2 separate regions of the Capsicum annuum genome follow, and region 2 is linked to region 1. A link is a contact called in public Hi-C data. All regions are on one chromosome and are shown on one strand. Each heading gives the region's core, a stretch centred on a gene start, on an enhancer-like site or on the middle of the called end of the contact. The rest is flanking DNA. Distances are from core to core; before and after follow the strand shown.

What was found. Hi-C and Micro-C count contacts between places; a contact is called where the count stands out from the background.
Region 2: a contact with region 1 is called in a Hi-C map of placenta, with 1.9 times the contacts expected there. The contact joins the enhancer-like site here to the promoter of LOC107850892 in region 1. A contact is called at or near these places in 2 of 5 Hi-C or Micro-C datasets (leaf and placenta).

The regions. Positions count from the first base shown.
Region 1 is chr12:23,125,297-23,131,319 of UCD10Xv1.1, forward strand. It overlaps LOC107850892 (transcription factor SRM1), which reads right to left and starts at 3,101. Exons shown (of 2, transcript XM_016695694.2): 1 at 2,267-3,101; 2 at 204-710. The coding sequence starts at 2,679. The coding sequence ends at 455.
Region 2 is chr12:23,171,595-23,177,617 of UCD10Xv1.1, forward strand. No RefSeq gene overlaps it. Among protein-coding and RNA genes, the nearest start is that of LOC107850892, 46 kb to the left of the region's middle. Within about 2 kb of position 3,252, at least 2 of the 5 cell types and tissues checked have an H3K27ac peak or open chromatin away from gene starts, as enhancers often do.

The DNA.
Region 1 (6,023 bases), core at 1,851-4,350:
TAGATCCCATTCAAAGCAAAATGGGAATGAACAAGCAACAAATCCAGCAGAATACTCCAAAACGTCTCTGCCAAAAGTCTATTCTGAGAGAAAAATAACATCAAGGGTTTCTGATACGAGTTAGTCATATTTCTACTGCAATGAAACAATTTCCCACTTCATGCAATATTTTAACAGAAAAGGGGAAAGAAAACATCAGGAAGTTCTAGAAACAAAATGCCAATGATTTCCCTTAACTCAGTTTATTTACATGTAAACCTCCATGTTTTGTTCAACTATGGCATCCATAAGTACACCCATTTAGCTAACAGCAGTAACTGAAACTATTGACTAAGCTTCTATTCACTAGGTAATCCCCTAAATCGACTTTAAGCTAGAAACAATAAACTTTACAAGTTGGAACATCGACTCCACGAGACCATACTATATACGGATATTCCTACTCTTCATGTCTCTACATGGGGAAGTTGAAATTCTGATACGCTCCTTGATTCTGAAGACTGTTTTGAGGAGGCACCATCTTCGTATCCACTGCGGTGGTAATGTCATGTATGCTCGATCTTTTCCGTTCTTTCTTCATTGACTGCTGCCTAAGGTAGTATTTTTGAGCATGACTGGCCACCTGTGTCGGTGTCCTCGTCACCACTACATTTCTTGAAATGCTTCTCCAGTCACCCTTCCCGTATTTGTCCAGCCCAATAAGGAATAACCTATGGCAAAAAAGACATGGTCTTCTAAGTCACCATCAAATCCAAACAAATAGCAATTCCAATTATCCCCTAAAGTCAACACATATATCGGACAATATAATTAGATCTATTAGTATTATATTACTCATGTGTGACAAATGTCATCTAACACCATGAAGAAGAATTCAACGAAGTTTTCATAATTGACAACAACCTCATTAGCCGTACCACGGGGTAGACTCAAATCAACTTCTAACTTCATTCAAAAAGGTTAGAAATAAACAATGAGAACTTGTCAATGCTTATCATAAACACTCACTTAATTTATTCATTAGGATGCTAAATGTCTCCATCTGTGAAAGAAAGAGTCCTCGCCAGGACCCAAATCCCCTGTTTTTCTCAATGGCATTCAATTTGAAGTCCTTTATGGAAAAGATTGCTACAGGATACACAAAATGGACACCACAATAATTAATCCACCTTAATTTCAAGCAAGTTGGATTGAAAGACTCACAATACATTTCATCCTATATGGGATCAGTTCATAAGGGTGCATTGCACAACTCAACACAACAGCTCCTACTAATACAGTCCTCACTATCCATTTTACCATTTGAACAGTTTGCAAAGGAGTCGACTGGTAGGATGTATTAGAGAATCTAACACATGTATTTATCATGATACTATTTAATTTTTTGTTTGCTAGGATTTTCAGCCTATGTAGGACTAATACATGCTATTTAGAATTTAGTAGTATCGCGTGTATATCTAATACATAGCAAACCATGATATTAGCAATACATGGACTATTAATACATGGATAAGCATGGTTAAGGAAAGAATTGCCCTTGATACACCAAACTAAACTGTGGATAAGAAATGATCCCACCATAACTGATATTCGCGCCCTCATCATTTTCTTTGGTCCTAGTCCTAGTCCTACACCAAAAATAGATGTTTCATTTTACTTGTCCATTTCAGCAAATCAATAGAATTTTATTACTTTTCCCCCATACTACCCTTAGTATTAATAGCAACATAAAGTAAACAGTCAAATTTTGAGTTCCAAAGCATCACTAAAAGGTTGAGTTAGTAAAATATACCTCTAATAAAACCGAGGGAGCACTAGCATTACTAATACACCCTGTTAAGTATTATTCTTATACAATGTACTCACTTCATTTCAAAATAGTTGGTCCTTTCTAAAGATATTTGTTTCAATTTAGTTGTCCATATATGCAATCAAGATAATTTTATTATGCTCTTCCAATACTACTCCTATCACTAAATGACTATACAAAATGTATATACTCGAATTTATATTTTCAAAGAATAATTAATAAGGTTAATTCGGTAAAATAAACCCCTAATAAATATCTTTTCAGGGGTAATGCCAAGCCACAAGGGGCCAACTATGCAATTGAGCCTATATCAAGAACCAAATTACCAAGAAACAATTCAAGAAAACAACAAAAATTAAAATTGCAATCTCATATAATTCAAATCCACATACAAAAAAAACCTTTTCCAATCACAACAAAGTAATCAAGAAAATCAGAATTTAGAATCAAACCTACCTGTGTTCTTCTTCAGTCCATGGAGTCCCTTTCTTCCTCTCAACTTCTTGCTTCTTACTGGCTCCACCACCAAAGGAGATCTGACTCAATTTACCTCCATCCAATTCATCCCAATCACCACCAAATCCTCCATCATCATCAGGATAACTCGGTGGTTCAACTCTTCCAGAATCAATCTCAAATACATCATGAACAAGTGTATCATAGTGCATCATCACATCTTCTACTGTTCTTCCAGGTACATGATTTGCTATTTTCTGCCAACGTTCAACGTCGTTCTCAGAATACAGTACTAGGGCTTGCTCGAATTGCTTGTCTTCGAATCGTGTCCATGTTGAATTTGATTGAATCATAGCCGTTGAATTGTTGGCCGCGTCGCCGATCATCCACCGATTGTTCGTTGTGTACATCATCGTTGATTTGGTTTTTTTTTTTTTTTGGTTTGAATGTAAAATAAAGAGAGGGTTTTTGGTGAGGAATTTAAGGAGGTGTTCTGGTAAAATGACTCTATCCACATTGTATATATATAGGGGAAGAAGTGAATATTTTTTGCTTTTATTTTTTATTTGAACCTTTTTTTTTTGGAAATTTTATAATTGATTCACGTCAAATTATCTGTAGTTGTTTCTATATATTTTGAACAAAATTTGTAATTCATTTTGCTTAAATTATCTGCTGTGTTTCTTCTTTTTATAGGTTTTTAGAAAAACATTTATTAGAAGAGATTTTTAATTATTTACTCTTTTAATGATATTTGAATAATTATAGTATCAATCATAATTAAGGTTTTTATTTTTTTAAAAAAATATTCCATCTATTACAAATTATGTGTCACAAATTGGGAGAATCAATTGAATTTATTTATAAGGAATTTCTTTGTATATATTCAAAATGGACATTTTTAATTTCTTTGTATAGATTAATTAAATGGGCGTATCCAATTTTTCTATGTACATATTTTTATATAATATATGTTTATATAATTTTTAAATTCATCAATTTTATTTTAAAAAGTTAAAGCTTCCATATCTAAATTTACTGTTAAAGTTCGAAGCTTAAATCTCTAAATTCTAATTGTGTCATATAAGTTAAAATGGAAAATAATTATTAAATATAAAATAAAAAACAATTATTTTAGAAGTGTTAGGCAAATAGGAGATCTCTAATTATTTTATTTTAATATTTTATAATAATAAACAATTTAATATAAATTTGGAATTTTAGAAGTGTTAGGCAAATAGGAGTTATGTCGTTATTGGTGTGTCAAATAAGGTTAAAACTTTATTGGTGGGGTAAGGGAGGCAAATGTGCAGAGGAAATTAAAGTTTATTTGAGATTTGAGTATACAATTTTGTCACGTTTTTTACTATATTTGGGGTGCCCACAACTGGGAGTGACATTAAAAAAAAAGCCTAATCAGGAAATTCTAAAATATATTCCTTGTTTTTCAATTTTTGCGGTATCGTGTAATTTGTAAGTTTAAAAAAATAAAAAATTTAAAGTTTATGATGTAAAATACTCTTTAAACATTTACATAGCAGAAAATATTTCTTTTATTATTATAATATTCAAATCAATTTTTATTATACCTCAACTATTTTGATCAACAATAAATATTAGGTCACTTTATCTAACAAGACTAAAACAAATTAAAAGAATCGCCTAGTGGAAAAGAGATTCAGCAACTTATATATACATTTTAAAAATGATCTATAAATATGATATAAGTTTTCAATTTTATTTAACCTTCTTCATTATATATAATTACGCCACTTATTTAGTGTTTGGACATAGATTTTCAAATATTTTTGATAAATCATTTTTGGATCAAATTTTAGGTGAAGTTTCACCTTGTATTTGGTCATTGTCTTTAGTAAAAATATTTGGCTTTTTTTAAGAAATATGACTTATACTCATAGTTTCTAAAAACTATTAAAATTATACATAATTTTATATTATCATTTTATAATGAACATGTTTCAAAATCAAACTCATAAGTTATAAGCTCCAACTTTCTTATAAATAATTTCACGCATAAGTGTAGGAGCTATCAAAGTTTTCTCAACTCACAAAGGAGCATTCAATTTTTCTATGTACATTTCTTTTAACAAGTGCTATTCAACAATACTATTACATACTCAAGTCAAATAGCAAAGTTTATTAATGAAATTGGTTGGTAAAATAGATATTAATTGAGATTAATAAATGATGGGGTATTTTATAAAATATAAAAGTTTGGAGTAAAGTTTAAATTTTTAAAAGTTTCTTTTTTTTTTTCGTTTAAGATTTTTTAAAAGTTTCAAATAATAGAATTTGGCTAAAAACTAATTTTTTTTTCCTAGTATTTAAGAATTTGAATTATTTGCTAAAAATTATTTGCAAATACTAATAAATTAGGAAAAAATATATAAAGTAGCATACTTAAGTATTAAATTATAAAAAAATAGCAACACTTTTATCAAATTACATTTTGTAGCATATGTATTTGTATGTGTTTGTATTTTTGTAGCAACAGTCTGCAAAAATACAATATACATATCGATCATAAGGGCAGTAAAAATCATATGTATTTGTATTTTTGTAGCAACAGTTTGCAAAAATACAAAATACAACCTGTTATATTATGTAATTATGAAACTGTTGTTATGAAACTCATAATTAAGGGAATAAGTATAATATTTCTGAATTTTACCCAATAAATTATATGACCATATACTTTTAGTTAATTTTTTTTTTCTAAATATTACTTGAGATACCTGTAACCAAACGGATCCTTAGTACTAGCTTTCCATATATTTCATTATGTAAGTAGTTCATAGAAATTAAAGAATATACAACTAAGATATATGTAGTGTGATTAGAAATGTTGTAAACTCATAGTAGTAATTAAAGGAATCTTGAATATTCGGACAAATTTACAGATTATACCATTCTTATTATACACAATTATACACATATTATGTATAATTATACATATAATAAATATTTAACTACCACATTAAGTTTAATCAATTGAAATGATGACCATTTGAATTGCTTTAATCAATTGAAACGATGACCATTTGAATTGCTATATTTTATACCTTTTGAATTGTATTTTGATTAATATATTTTCGTTTCAACAGGGGATTTATGCATACACTTGTTCTTGTTTTCTGAAAACAAACAAAACGCTGCAGACAAGTGGTTGAAACCATCGTCATCCGAACTAAATTTGTCACTATATAAGTTCACGATACGTATTATTCGATTTGAGTCAAGGTTCCCTCAAATTTTATCTTTCTGATTATGTCATATCAAGCCTCAAAAATGTGCATCATAAAATTGAACTATGTTAAAATATTTTACTTTTCTCTTCCATTTTAGTATGAAATTCGCTTAAAATGTCATATACAAATTATCTGCAGAAGTCTATCAACCTAAAAAATCTATTAATCCTACTTGACCCGCCCTCATCAATCAAGTCCTTTGTTCTAAAAACTACACAAATACACAACTTATGTTATCAATATTACGAAAAATCTCAACTCTTTAAACATATTACAAAAATCCCAACATATACATAGAATTCTATGTATATGTGGTTATATTATGTATATTAATAGAAAGAGAGAGTAAAGTAATTAAAAAAGTAGGAAAGAGTATAATTACTTTCAAAAGGATTGATATTTATGTTATTTATACTATTAAAAATAATTAATATCAAACATTTGGTTTGAACATGAACCATTCAGGTGAATTTTTCTTTTAAAAAAAA
Region 2 (6,023 bases), core at 2,002-4,501, 46 kb after region 1:
TAAAAAGTCTTTCAAAATATATTTGAAATCGGACATCATGCCTCACCAAGGAATCTTAAGTGTATAGATTCATGAAAAAATAAGAGAGTTTTTAGAGGCAATGTCAATATGATTTAGCTTTAAATTTTCTCAACTAATGAATGGGGTGTTCATATATATGAAAATCATTGAAGCATGAAGGAAACATGTTTAAATAATCATACTTCAAGGTTAGTCTCCAAAATATTAAATATCTCAACAAGTCTTGAAGTAGGGGGCATTTGTGGGTGATAAAATTTTATTAAATTTAAATCCCTACGCAATTTGAATTATATTAAATTCAAAATATATTAGTCCCAAATAAATATTGCGGATTAATATAATTGGATTAATTATTTAAGTCCAAACATGTATGAATTTAAATAAAGTTCAAACTTTATTGGGCTAGTCCCTTAATTTGAGCTACAAATGATGAGTCCACTTTACTAAGTCCAAGATATTGTCATATTCTAGAGGCCCAAAAAAGTGTTACATGTCGAATGATGTGGCATGCCAAGTCAAGTGAAGGAGTCAATAGAATCATGCTACGTGTCAAAATGATGTAGCAGGTCTAGTGAAATCAAAAGCTCATAAAAGGCTCCGCATCACTTGAATTTGATTGGTTAAAGAAAGTCCATCTTCATCATGAATCTTCCCTTTCCACAACTATAAATAGGGGTCTCATAATTTAGAAAAAGGGACGAAAAATTCTAACAAGAAACAAGAAAAACTTGTGGATCAAACACTGTAATTTCTCTACAAAGCTCAAGCACTCAAATCCAGCTCATCAAGATTCAAGATCAAAACTACAAGATACAAGAACAAGCCCAAAAGCCCTTGAATTCAAGCATAAGTCAAGATCAAGTCCATCAAATTCACAAATCAAGTTTAAATTTAAGATCAAGCTTTAAGCCCTTGAATTTATATTTGAAAAGGCGAATGAGAAAATTCATAGAGATTGTAACACTCACTTATTGAAATCAATAAAATGATTTTTGCAATATTTTTCTTATCTCGATTACTTATCTTTCGGTTTGAAATTTTACTGTCCAACAAATTCTGGCACCAATCAAATTTAAGTGACATGACGCATTTTATGGGTTTTTGATTTCACTGGATCTGCTGCATCATTTTGACACGTAACATAGTTTTATTGACTCCTTCACTTGACTTGGCATGCCACGTCATTCGACTTATGGCGCTCCTTTGGGCCTCTAGAATATGATAGTATCTTGGGTTTAATAAAGTGGGCTCATCATTTGTAGCTCAAATTAATGGACTGGCCCAATAAAGATTGGACTTTATTTAAATCCATACATGTTTTGGCTTAAATAACTAATTCAATTATATAATCCACAATATTTATTTGAAACTAATATATTTTGAATTTAATATAATTCAAATTTCATACGAATTTAAATTTAATAAAATTTCATCACCCATAGTTACATTTAGAGCTCCATTATTTTACTTAGGGGGGAAAAAGAATATTTAACTTGGAATATTTACTAATAAAAATAATATGAAATTTGAAGTTTGAAATGAAGAGTTGTTTGTTAGTTACATGCTTGCTTGTACAAATTGATAAGCACATCTAAACTCCCCAATAATTGAACAAAAATTTAAAAATAATTTGTGACAAAGAAAACACATTTTCAAATGGTTAGCTAGCTAAGTGTTGAACTAATGATGGCTTAGAGAGAGAAGATAACAAATGTGACAATTGACATTCCCTAATTTGAAGGAAGTTTGGAGCAGCCTTTAATTAAAATATGACCAAGAATAAAGGTTGCCAATTTCTATACTACACTAAATTGGGATTTAATAAAAGGAAAGTCCCATCCTATAAATCAATGAGAATCTGTCAAAAAAAAAAATGGTTTTGGTTTTTGGGTGTTTGGCATTCACTTCACGATTTGATTGATTCAAATTTATGTCTAAAACTTCTACTTTGAGAGCAAAGCGCTTTTTATAAAAGGCAATTATACAAATTCGTATTTAGAAATCTCACTTTAAAGGTAAATCGTTCTCTATTAAAAATGACTTTATTTTAAGATTGCTTCTCTATTGCAATATTTTGTGGACCTTGTAATATTTTATTAAAGCTATTAGATTTTGGTAAGATTGGCATTCTCTTGCACACTTGAATGATGATCTTGGACATATTAAAACTAATTAAGTGGAAGCTTAATTAGATATTTAATTGATACTTACAATACATGACCTAAACTTATTAAAGCATTGTTGTTACAATGTTTGTAGACTTCCATTGGTTGATCATGACAGCTGTAGTTGTCCCAATAGGACAAAGTGATAAAAAAAATTGGGAATACTTGCGCTGTCAAGTGTTTGATGTGACAAAAATTTAATAATGATATGAGTTCATGGTCGCGGTTAATGTCGATGAATTGAGTCGAGAATCAAAAAGTCTTAAATAGAGATGAAAATATTATATATTTTTTTCAGTTAATTCAAACATCACGATCATTAAATATATATTATAATCATGCATAGAAGCACCATATAATTCTATTTCTAAATTATAATTGGTGCCGATACAAAATTTTGGGATATTTTCTACTGAAAATATGAAGGGGCTTTTGGACCTAAGAAAATAAATTGTATCCAGTAACAAATAGATAGGGGATGAGTAAACAACGGAGTTGATATACAACAAAATATACAAAGATTACATGATTGTACTAATCAGTTTTAGATTGAAAACTAATGATTGGTTGAGCACACTTATATTTAATCTGTCTTTGCTAAACTAAAAATTTATCTGCACTCGATATTCATATCGAATTCACTTAAAATTACATTTACTAAGAATAACTTGCCTGATTTGATACAATTATAAAATGCAGATAAGTATTTATCGATCATATAATATTCCAAAACTTATGCTAGATTATGTGATAAAATTGGACGAAACATAAGGTAGATTCGTAATAGAAAGTCTGCCAATTGATGGAAAATTCTATTTATTCCTTTGTTCCTCATAGATGTGGTATAAAAGATCTACATTATTATAAGTAGATTTTATGAGATATCAAATATTGCCTTTTATACCAAATCTAGCACTGTTTTCTTTTGTGGTTCGTAAAATTATGATGCTTAATTGTTTTCCAAAAAAGGAAAGTTATCTGAACCTATATTGTATTCCATGTGTCATCTACCTTATCTGCCAAAAAATTAAAATTTTATCATTTTTGCATTAAATTTTTGTGTTGTTTCCCTTACTTTTTGTTGGTATATTATTTACATTTTATTATCAAGAGGATGACCATGATGTCGGTCTCTTATACTTTATAATTAAAGATAATACTAGCATTATCTCAAGTAAATAGGGCTCCTATCTACACATATAATAAAGCAAAGAAGTTAACCTAAAATTAAGGCAAGTGGCATATTGAGAACTAGCCACTTGGTATTTTGACAACAAAATTTATTTTGGTAATTATTTTGGTGAATAACCAATTAGTAATCAAGCAACTTATATGAAAAAAATTACTAAAACCAAAAAGTCATTTCAAAATAAAAAACATTTCAATAGAGATATCATTCCTTAAAATACGAGAACAATTAATTTAAACAACATATATAATAATATTATAAAAAGTAAATATTTATGCTTTACTACAATTGAGTAAATCAAGAAAATATTACAAAAAATCAATTAGTAAATAGTAATCATGGAACTTATATGAATAAGAGAAATAAAAAAAATATTATGATCCCTCAAAAATTATACGCAATCAATTTAAATAATAATATTATTTAAAAATATTTATGAGTTCACTACAATTTAGAAAATCAAGAAAGTATTACAAATGAATCAATTAGAGAATAACTAATTAATAATTAAGTAACTTATATGAAAAAGGTTATTAAGACAAATGAGTCCTTCCAAAATTAAAAATATTATGAAAAAGATGTCATCACTCAAAATGTGTATATAATTAATTTAAATAACAATATTATATAAAAAAGAACATTTATGATTTGATTGGAATTGACTAAATCAATAAAGTATGAAGAAATATCAATTAAGAGAATAACCAATTAGTAATCAAACAACTTATATGAAAAAAATATAATAATCAAAGAATTATTCCAAAATTAAAAATATTATGAAAAAAATGTGATCACTCAAATGGTAACTTTAGACTAAAAAATGGAAGAAATTTATTTCAATATATTTCAAGTAATTTTATTTAAAAAATATGCATTCATATTTATTGGAAGAATTTTCATTCGATATATATTAAGTAATCTATATTTAAAACAATATGCATTCATATTTAATGAAAGGATTTTCATAATTAAGAATAACTATCAATGAGTAATTACACTATCATTCTATATTAGGGAATGAATAAATGATAGTCTTGAATTTAAAAGGAGGGTAGATTGAAAATAAATAATTATTAAAAAAATTAAAATGAATATTACTACATAGAAAAGATTGCATAATGTTTATCGAAAATAACTACAAAAATTGCATAGTCCTAATTAATATTCGAAGTCAAATAAAATTTTACCTTACAAAGTTATTCTTTAATTGACCAATTATATAACCTTATATATGTCTGTAAGAATAATTTCGGATTTTAAAATAATAAAATTTGAAAAAGATACTTCGTTTTGATGAACAAAAATGAATTAAAAGGGATTAAATTATCTTATATAAAACTTTAAACGTGCAAATCAATAAAATGAATTAGGAATAAATATTTCTTAATAATAAAAATATCAATAAAAATTTATAATAATTTTTATATGATGAAATGTAAGTGTGAGTTACTAATAAATTAGAATATATGCAATCGAAGTATTACCATAAAATGAATACTTATATGACAAAAAAGTATTTATGATTTCATTCAATGGAAGTCAATTAAGGATGCATGACAAAATTGATTGAGAAATATAAATAGAAAAGGAATAATCAATTAACAATTATATATATATATATATATATATATATATATATGTGTGTGTGTGTGTGTGTGTGTGTGTGTGTGTGTGTGTGTGTGATCTATAATCTATAATATATTAAAAGTGTGAAGGCCCTTAAAAAAGTGAATTGAATTTTTTGCACTTCATTAAAACAGTCCGCTTTAGACAAAATCGTCTTTTACCCTCTTCCCAACAATTAAATTCTACAAAATAATATAATAAAATTTTCCTAAATTTGCCTTTACCCAAATTTTTCTTTACCTGTTTTTGTATTTTAACCAAATTTAGCTTTTCACCATAGTAAAATTTTTCTTACTAAAATTTTCTTAAATTTTCGTAATTTTTCTATACCCAAATTTTTGTTTACCTGTTTTCTGTATTTTAACCAAATATAAAATTTTCCTAATTAAAATTTTTCTTTACCCATTTTATGTTTTTTTTAATCCTATTTGATTCCTACTTGGTTTCTTTCAACCACGACTTTTTCTATCCTTTTATATAAACGTTTGAGATTTTTTTTTAATTGTTCATTGTTGTAAACAGCTGTGATCTTTCACTGTTTTTCGTCTCAGCACAGTTTATTGTTTTTCATCTCAGCACATTTCAACAATTTCAGATTTTTGATCGTTATATTTTCTCTCCCCTTTTACGTTGTTAATTTAAACACAATATTAATTGTTATGCCAACTTAATTTAGCTTAGCTTAATATGTCATTTTAGTTCAACATTTTTTATTTTCTACTTCTCATAGCATACCTCAACATATTCCGTTCTATGTGTCATTTTAGTAGAATATATTATACTTTTTGTTGCTCATAACTAACTTCTTTATCTACCAACTACCAACAAGATCACCCAGACAAGAATTAGTTGGATCAAAATTGAAACTTTGTGATCACTATTATATTATTTTTTTTATAGTTATCAGGTCGTAGATGAATGCCGATAATTGGCTTTGAAGAATTTGTTGTGTAAAGGTTAGATTTAATTGTATTGTTTTGATATCTTTATTATCTTATTATTTTATTTTAATTTACAGATGC